2 separate regions of the Mus musculus genome follow, and region 1 is linked to region 2. A link is a contact called in public Hi-C data. All regions are on one chromosome and are shown on one strand. The core of a region is the stretch at or near the end of the contact, and the rest is flanking DNA. Distances in the headings are between cores, read along the strand shown.

Region 1 (4,733 bases), core at 668-3,167, 560 kb after region 2:
TTCTTTTATATATATATATATATCTAAGCTTTACTCTTTTTTTTAAATATTTTTATTACATATTTTCCTCAATTACATTTCCAATGCTATCCCAAAAGTCCCCCATACCCTCCCCCCCACTTCCCTACCCACCCATTCCCATTTTTTTGGCCCTGGCGTTCCCCTGTACTGGGGCATATACAGTTTGCGTGTCCAATGGGCCTCTCTTTCCAGTGATTACCGACTAGGCCATCTTTTGATACATATGCAGCTAGAGTCAAGAGCTCCGGGGTACTGGTTAGTTCATAATGTTGTTCCACCTATAGGGTTGCAGATCCCTTTAGCTCCTTGTGTCCCCTGACTTCTACATGCATGCCATGAATGTGGTATGTGTGCTCATGTGCGTGCACGCAAGTACGCGCGCACGCACACACACACACACACACACACACACACACACACACACTGGTAAATGTAATTTTAAAATTAAAAAGTCTTACATAGCAAAGGAAGCTTCTAAGAAAGTGAAAATGCAGCCTAAAGACTGAATTATTTGCCAGCTAGATAACTCATACTAAAGGGTTAACAATATCCAAGATATTAACTTAAAAGCAAGAAGTAACCCAACTCTAAAATGTACAAAGGACTAGAACATGTCCTTTCCCCCCCCCCTACATATCATGCAAATAGCACTAAAACACATGAACAACATGTGTTTTCTGGTGTTCAACATTACCAGTCAGCTCAGAAATGCGGATCCAAACCAGTCTATCACCACTCTCTGTTAGGATGACCACTATCAAAAAGACAAGTGATGACAGCTATTGGTAAACACTGGCAGGAAGGAAACCCTTGCACACAGTTGATGGAAATATAAATTGGTACACCCAATATGGGAAAGGATATAGAAGTCCCTCACATTTTTAAAATATGGTGGGGGGATACACACATACACACACACACACACACACACACACACACACACACACAATGGCCACAGTGAGGGAACAAATGTCTATAATTCATAGGTTATTTGCTCTGCAGTGAATATGGGGGTGTTGATAAAAGAATATAAACTTTCGTTATAAGATGAAAAGGCTTGGGGATCTAGTGTGCAGCTTGAGTTGTGAATGACATATTGACTAATTTGATTGTAATAAGCATTACACAGCATGTGTTTGTACACCTTGTACTCTTTGAATGTATATGATCTTTATTAATTAAATATATGTAATTAGGTTTGTTGTTATTGTTGTTGTTAGAGGCATGGTCTTACTTTGACACCCTGGCTGACATAGAACTTCTATGTAGACCATGCTGATTTCAAACTTGCCCCCCAAATGTTGGGATTAAAGGTGTTCAATCTGATGCCCTCTTCTGGCTTCCTTAAGCACTGCACACACTTGGTGCATAGGCATACATGCAGGGAAAAGACCCAAACACATAAAATATTCTTGAATACTGTTCCATGATTAAAATTTGATCGTAACTACACACACAGTGGTAACCAATGGCTAGATTAACTACCTTAATTGTGGTGATCCTTTCGTCAAGATTCGTCAAGTCTTGTATATCTTAAATATACCCAATTTTGTCATTTATAACATAATAAGCTGGGCTGGGGTGCTGTGGTGCCCAAACATAGGCATGATTCTATTGAAAGTTGTACTCCAGTGCTCCTATGGATCAGGTTGAAGCCTGTCACCAGCTTTGACCATGTCACATCAGCCAGCCATTGGCAGCTGAGGATAGTTCCCTAGAGAAGGTGACATCTGTGACTCATCAATGTCCCACATACCCAGGCACTGGGAAATGGCCTCAGTGGTCAGTAAACAAAAATCTCGATGAGAAACCTCAAATATCCATTACATGGCCCAGACATTTTCAGGGTATCCTAGGAGACGCAAATGGATTCTCCATTCAGGAAAGTCTGGGTCAGATGATGAAGTGACTAATACAATGACCTCCCCCTAAAAAGTCAGCAAAATGAGTCAGAGCCAGGGAACTCCTGAAACTGTGCCTTCAGCGTTGCTGTGAGAGATCCTGGTGGACCCTTGAGATACCACAAGTCCTCCAGGGAGGGGTGTGCACATGCCCAGTTCACAGATAACTGAGGAGCAAACAGAAAAAAGTAGTGTTATAAATCAAAAGTAAGATGACTGCTTTTTCTGGTGCTGGAATCAAACCTAGGATCTCATGCTAGGCAAGCACTTTGTCACTGAGCTTCTCCTCCCAGCTCCTGACAACATTGAAATAAAGGCAATGTGATAGGAACGGAGAGGAAAGGGCAGGGAAGGATGCTGTCCATATTAATCCATGACCGATTAATTGAGTCTAAAAATTCCCATTGCGATGATCCCACCTAAGACCCAGGGAACTGAGGCTCTGGAGAAAGTAAAGTGTGACACCTCTTATTGGCTGTCACATACCCATCCCTCTCCCTACAACAGAATGCCAATTTCCTTCTGTCTAGCCATGTACCCCTCTAGGAAAAGGGGCCTGGTTCCCACTGGTCAAATTTGAGTCAATTTGAACATCAAGAAAGACAGTAAATGAGGCCAGCGAGATTACTCAACAATTAAGAGCATTTACTGTTCTTAGTGAAGAACTAGGTACAGTTCTCAGCCCCAGCATGGCAGCCCATGTCTCTAACTCTGGCCTCTGTAGACTCCTGCACACAAGTGGTGCGTATAAACTAATGCAGGCACATGCATATACATAAAATAAACCTTTTTAAATGAATGATAAAAATAATGGCTTATAATGCATTTAATATTTTAAAAAATCCACTAGCCCAATTTTAAACGTGTGTGTGTGTGCGCACACATATGGTATAGGAGGGGCTCACGTGTACCACCTTGCACATGTTGGGGTCAGGAGAACTTATGTGAGTTGGATGTCTCTTTGCACTATAGACTCTAGGGATCAAATTCAGATCATCAGACAGGCATTTCAGCCAGTTGAGCCAACTCATCAGCTCCAAACTGTCTTTTTTTAAAAAATAAGGATTTGTTTATTTTATATATGTGAGTACACTGTCTTCAGACACACCAGAAGAGGGCGTTGGATCCTGGTACAGATGGTTATGAGCTACCATGTGGTTGCTGGGAGTTGAACTCAGGACCTCTGGAAGAACAGACAGTGTTCTTAACCACTGAGCCATCTCTCCATCCTCATCTGCTCCATTATCCCATCCTAATGAGGGAAACGGATAGAAATGGTAAAGGGATGCAAACTTTCCCTTTTGAAGACTTGAACATATTTGTGCAGATGGGCACATGCATGCCACAGCAGGTGGAGAAGTCAGGAGAAAACTTGTAGACATCAGTTCTTTCCCTCTGCCCTGTGGAGTCCAGTGCTTGATATCAGGTTATTACACTGGGCAAAGTGCCATTGCCTGCTGAGCCATCTCAGTGGCCCAAAATCTCTTCTTTATAAATAAAAATACCAGCTAGTCAATGCCAAAAAAATATTAAGATTTTTTTTTAAATTGCCATTTTGCTACCCTCAGTGAAATTTAATGAAGCTGGCGCAAGTCATCAAAACATATTAAAGCCACTAGATGCAAGGTTAAGAAGCAGACCATTCCCCCAGCCTTTTAGTTTTGAAAGATGTCTTACTATTTACCAGTAAATGCTGTATTATGATGAGGAGGCCTGCTGGTCACTACTTTTACTTAATGACCATGCTTCAAAAATTCTGGGAGAAAAAAAAATGTGTGCTCCTCAGCGGAACTATGTAGCAAGCTGCTGTGGAGTGTTCCAGTCAGTGTGTGCCCCGAATCTACTGGGGTAGGGGGGATAAATCCCCCCCCCAAGCCCAGCCCCAGTAGATTTATTTTTAAAAGTGTGGGATGGGGTCAGGGTGGGGAGGGTTGTACACATGAGTGCAGTGCCCAGACAGGCCAGAAGAGGGCGGTGGATCCACCTCAAGTGGGTGCTGGGAATGAACTCTGGTCCTTAGGAAGAGTGGTCAGTGCTCTTAGCCGACCACTAACCTATCTTCCCAGCCCCTTGGAAAGTTTACATACAATATAACATCCTACAGGGCTTGTTATTGTTGTTATTGCAACTGAGATTGACACAAGGGCCTCCCACACACTAAGTGTTAACTGGACCACTGAGTGAAACCCCTGGCTTTCTACATTGATTAATACTATTCGGTAATTATTTTGGAATCAACATTCTTTTTCTTTTTAAAAAGCTTTAATTTTATACATATATGATTATTTGCCTGGTTGCTGATATGCGTACCACATGTGTGCAGTGCTTGTAGAGGCCAGAAGAGAACATCACAGCCATTGGATCTCCAGGTACAGAGGTTGTGAGTCACTATGTGGCTGCCGGGAGCTAAACCTGGACAGGATGCGAGACTAGCAAGGGTCTTATCTGCCATGCCTTCTCTCCAGTCTCTCTATCTTAATTTTCTTGTTTCTGGGAGATGTGTGCCAAACTATTTAAGAATGCTGTGTCAAGAGTGTCTGCATCTTACACTCAGATGGTTCCGAGGGGAAAAGTGTCAGGAGATGATTCTAAGTGAAATGCATCTTGCATTCCATTCCATTACTTCATTGTTTGAATGAGCTTGGGACGCTTTCAGAATAAGATAATAGGAAAATAAAGTTCTGAACTGGGTGGAGGAAACAACTCTCCGAGATGTGCTTGTCTCTTGTGGCTTTACACGATCTCGTGACCTAGCTTTGGCCTAGAAGGCTTCAGAGCAGTGTCTACTCTTGGGCAAGTTAGGGATTCTCC
Region 2 (4,806 bases), core at 100-2,599:
ACTCTTCTGTGCCAAAGCCTTGGGGCATCTCTCAGGGGCATTGTCATGGAAATTCTAACAGGAAGCCCCTTTGTGAGCAAAGTGACTAGGTATGGGGAGTGCTTGAGGAATCTCTGTGTACATCAGCCTTGGGGTTAGGGAACCCTGGAGATGGGGAGACACAGAGGAATGGGAGGGGGGAGAGAGGGAGGGAAGGAGGGAGGGAGGGAGGGGGAGTGAACTGTGTTAAGTTGGTTATGTTGCTGGGCCAGGCAGGTCCCTCTGCTGTAGCTGTCTGTGCTTGTCACCTGGGGCACAGCATGGGGCTCTCCATGTCTCCCTTGCACAGCATGGGACTCTCCATGTCTTCATTGCTTCCAGATCTCCTACATGTGTCTTTGCCCTGTGGGTTAGAGGTAGGGGCATCCTGACAGCTTTTAGCCTGGTAGAGGACAGATAACATATAATAAATTCATATTATGGTGACAATGTCCTCTTAACCGTTAGACAATGAAGCTAGCTGTTCACAAGGACCTTGCCCAGCCTCCCCTATAGTACACACACACACACACACACACACACACACACACACACACGCCAACAATTAAGGGTGGGAAGATGGCTTAGTGGGTAAAGTGTCTCACAAGTTTGAGGATCTGACTTCCTATCCTCAGAAGCCATAAAAAAACCAGGATCATGGTAATCCCATCACTGAGCAGAGCAGTGTGTGTGTGTGTGTGTGTGTGTGTGTGTGTTTGTGTGTAGAGAAGGTAAATCGCTGGTGTGGTGGTTTGAATATGCTTGGTTTGAATAGTGGTCCAGGTCCACTATTAGAAGGTGAGGCTTTGTTGGAGTAAGTGTGTCACCACGGAGGTGGGCTTTGAGACCCTCCTCATAGCTGCCTGGAACACAATCTGTTCCTAGCTTCTTTTGGATGAAGATGTAGAACTCTCAGCTCCTCCAGTGCCATGCCTGCCTGGACACTGCCATGCTCCCGCTTTGATGATAATGGATTGAACCTCACAACCTGTAAGCCAGCCCTTTAAATGTTGTCCCTTATAAGAGCTGTCTTTGTCATGGTGTCTGTTCACAGCAATGGAAACCCTAAGACACACACACACACACACACACACACACACACACACAAACACATACACGAAGGCCTAAGGACCTAGTCATTATGAAGGGTTGGAAGAGTGGAAGAGGGAGGGGGATGTAGTGGGGTCTAAGGGAAGACCTCCATGTTGGGAAAGAAGATCCTGGTGTCTAGAAGGGGAACTTCCATTGGCCTTGCTTCTAAGCTGACCTCCAGACTCCTGTTGACATTGACCACCAACTTCTGTTTTTGGTCCCCCCTCCTTCCTGACTTCCTCCTCCCCTCCGCTCCTCCTCTTTCCCCTCTTTCTCGTCCCTTCCCCCATCTCTCTATGAGACAGTCTGAGCAGAAGACACCCTGTCTGAGGAGCTTCCACTTAGAGCATGTCACTCTCGGTGTCTCTGCTCAGCAATGCGCTGTCTTGTGTTCTGTTCCATGATGGTGGCCCGAGCTGCTCACTCACTAATTCTGTCTGCTCTGGCTTCTGGAATGTTCTGTGCTTCCTGGCTCTACTCATTTCCGTTCTTTCACTCGACTCTGCCTCTTGGGAGTGGGGGAGTGCTTCTTGCATTTAATTTTGCTGGCTTATCTTTACATCATTTTTAAACGGACATATGCTGCGAAGCTGAACATCCAGAATAGAACGATAGCTATCTGTTGCTTTCTGTGTAGACAGACCTCCCTTCCCTGTGTTGCCGTCACACCTCCTTCTTAGCCTACATCACTCATTCCCACAGGATTGCGTGGCTGGAGCGGAAGGCTTTGCATTTTGAGGTCTGTGGGGCCCTAGAGCTGACTGTGTTCTGGCCTATCTAGGAGCTCCTGCCCTTTAGCACTGTGGGAACCTGGGCTTCCGCTGGGTTACCTCCATGGCCTCCTGGAATTTTAAAAGGACTCTAAGTTTACTTTGACTTCCGTCTTTAGTTATGCCCAGTCAGGCTAGGTCTTAAGGACTAACCTTTCTGGGCACTGGCTGAGTCCCTCTTGCTCAGCACATGACCTGGATTTCCCACTGCCTCTATGCCTCTGCAGTACAGCCTTCTGCCTTTCTCCCTGGAGTATGGCCTGTTGGAGGTACTGGGCCAGAGCACCCACTCTGCTCTTTTCCTTCCTCATCCTCTCCCTCTTCCCATCCTCTATTACCCCCTCCTTCTTTGCTGTGTTTCCCTGTCTGACTTCCAACTTGCAGTGATCCTCCTGCCTCTGCCTCCCAAGAGTTGGGGTTACAGGCGCTCACCACATCCTCTTCTTGTTTCCAACCATCTTCTTCATGGGTGGATTGTGCTACTCCTGCAGGTGGGCATCTGTTGGCTGTCTACCGCCTTCTGCATCCCAATGGCAGATGCGGTTGTAGAAAACAAATTTATCTTAAAAGGAAACATTGTTTCACAGTTGGCTTGGCCTTCACGTGCTCGGTTGAATGTGCTTGATAAATTGCTATAGACTGCGTGTTCCTGTTCCCAGACTCACACACCAGAGTCCCGGTCCCTGAGATGAAGGTTTTAGGAGGTAGGCCTGTAGGAGTCCACCGGACCATGAAGATAGGGCCCCAGGGAATGGAAGAGGACAAAGAGGGCTGACTTACCTCCCCCCACTTTGTGGGGACACAGCAGAGGGTTGCCTCTCCCGCCCCCCATGAACCAGGCAGAAGCTAACACCTTTCCCTTAGAGTTCTCAGCTTATTGAACTGGTAGCCTTAACTCCCTCTTGTTTATAAGATACCTAGCCCAGCCTCTGCAGAGTGTGTGTGCACAACAGCAGTCTCAATGGACCAGGACTCAAGCATTCTGGAATAGTAAACAGACCAACAGAAGCTGAAGCCTCGCACACAAGCCCCAGATGCCACAGCCTTGTGTCACCTGTGGTAGTAGCCTCCCCCTCCGGGGTACCACGAAGTTGGCAGAACACCAAGGAGGGCCTCTGTGAAGGCAAAGCCTGGACATGACGGGCTAGGGAGAGAGGTGTCAGAATTGCTCCAGCGGAGCAAAGTTGTGTGGGCTTTCTTGGTAACCAGGAAGGATCAGTGCGGGTGGTGGGCAGAGTAGAGGAAGCTCAGTGGATGAAAGGGAGGGGCTGCACCTGGACAGTGGGGTGATGCTGGGGGCGTCCCCCTCTGCCCTGCTGCTGCCTTCAAAACAGGGACCTGACCTTTTGCCTGGTGCTCTTGGTTCTGTCTGGAGCTTCTTGGCGCCCACTGCTCTTCCCTCTCAGTGTAGCTCAGGGAAAGTGATGATTACTATGGACTGTCAACCTGACAGGCTCCAGGCTCTCATAGAAGACAAACCTCTAGGTATTCCTGAGGGGGAATTTCTAGATTTCCTTAACTGAGGTGTGAAGACTCAGCCTGACTGTGGGTGACATCATCCCACAATCTGGGGTTGAATACAAAGGAGAAAGTGAGCTGAGCCCTGACTGACATCATGTCGTTCTGCTTCATGGCTATGGAAGTCATGAGACCAGCTGCCCACAGCCCTGCTGCTGTGGACTGTGCCCTCAAACCGAGAGCAAACCCTTCCTTTCTTAACTGCGTTTTGTCAGGTATCTCATTGCAGCACCGAGAAAACAAACAACACAGGACTGTGGGTATTTTCTGTTTGTATCGGTTTTGTACAGCTGTGTAACAAACCACCCTTCATCTCAGGGCCTGAAGCCACAGATACCGTTTCTGACAGATGTTTGCCTGTGGATGGCTTCTAACTACAGCTTGCCTCAGACAGACAGCTGAGCTCACAGTTCTGTGATCTAGGCTTCCGACTTGCTCAAGAGTCAGTAGCATGCGGGTTGGCCCAGGCCCCATGTGGGGGCCTCTCTTCTGGGTTCTTCAGTTGGTTAGGTTGACGGGGACACACAGGTGTGTTAAGATGCTAAGTGGAAGCTGCCTAGAGCTCAGAACTCAGTGTCTACTTACTTCATCTGCCACAGTCCAGCCAGGCTGAAGGAGAGGATTCTGATCTTATCAGAAGGGCTATAGTCATCGGGCAAGGGTATGGGCTCAGCAACAAGTGAAGAATGGTCCAGCCCTCACTCACATCACTGTCCATCATCCATCCTATGCTACTCCTGTCAGTGCTGCTTGGCCTTTTGTTGAAGCCATGGCTTCATGGTCCTCACTCCACTGTATGAAGTGCCTTCCAGTCCAGGTGGCGGGGGGGGGGGGGGGGGGGGAGGGGGGAGGGGGGAGGCACTGATGTAGCTGACCCTGGAAAGGGCTACAGAACCGAGAGGGGTTAGCATGGCAGTAGTCTGGTAGCCAGGGGCCTTCCTGTGAATGTCAGGGGATGACATTCACCAGTGTGCCTTTAGTGTAACAGAACACCCAAGACTCAGTACCTTAAAGAAAAAGCATGCACTTAGCTGGAAGGTATGGGGTTTAGGAGTTTAAGGGCACGGTGTCGGGATGAGCTTGGTTCTAGTGAGGACGTCTTTGTGAATAGTGTCCCTTGGGTGTGAGCATGGGAGGTGGGGTGAGGTGGCCATATCTTTTTTTTTTAAGACTCTGTCTGTCTGTCTGTCTGTCTGTCTGTCTCTGTACCTGCACCTGTCATTATGGTAGATCAGAGAATAACTTGTGGGAATCAACGTCAGTTTTCTTCTTCATGTGGAAGTCCGGCTACCTGTATACCACCATACTGAGGCCCACACTGCCATCCCATGGACCCTCTGTGACACATACCTCGCGCACCCCTCCCCTAGCATGGTAGAATCAGCCAAGACTCTCTCTCTCTCACATC

What was found. A called contact is a pair of places that touch in the nucleus more often than the background predicts.
Region 1: a contact with region 2 is called in a Hi-C map of bone marrow-derived macrophages, with 15 read pairs. The contact joins two enhancer-like sites. A contact is called at or near these places in 2 of 39 promoter capture datasets (the C10 cell line and embryonic stem cells), 1 of 15 datasets of contacts at CTCF or cohesin (large pre-B cells), 2 of 484 Hi-C or Micro-C datasets (the AML12 cell line and bone marrow-derived macrophages), 3 of 115 datasets of contacts at active chromatin or transcription factors (embryonic basal ganglia, large pre-B cells and stem cell-derived neural progenitor cells) and 4 of 9 other capture datasets (adipose tissue, embryonic stem cells, embryonic tail and 1 more).

What each region holds. Positions count from the first base shown.
Region 1 is chr6:89,604,309-89,609,041 of GRCm38.p6, forward strand. No RefSeq gene overlaps it. Among named protein-coding and RNA genes, the nearest start is that of Chchd6, 11 kb to the left of the region's middle. Within about 2 kb of position 1,918, at least 7 of the 459 cell types and tissues checked have an H3K27ac peak or open chromatin away from gene starts, as enhancers often do. A contact at or near this core is called in bone marrow-derived macrophages, where this site is marked.
Region 2 is chr6:89,049,427-89,054,232 of GRCm38.p6, forward strand. No RefSeq gene overlaps it. Among named protein-coding and RNA genes, the nearest start is that of Gm36639, 28 kb to the left of the region's middle. Within about 2 kb of position 1,350, at least 6 of the 459 cell types and tissues checked have an H3K27ac peak or open chromatin away from gene starts, as enhancers often do. A contact at or near this core is called in bone marrow-derived macrophages, where this site is marked.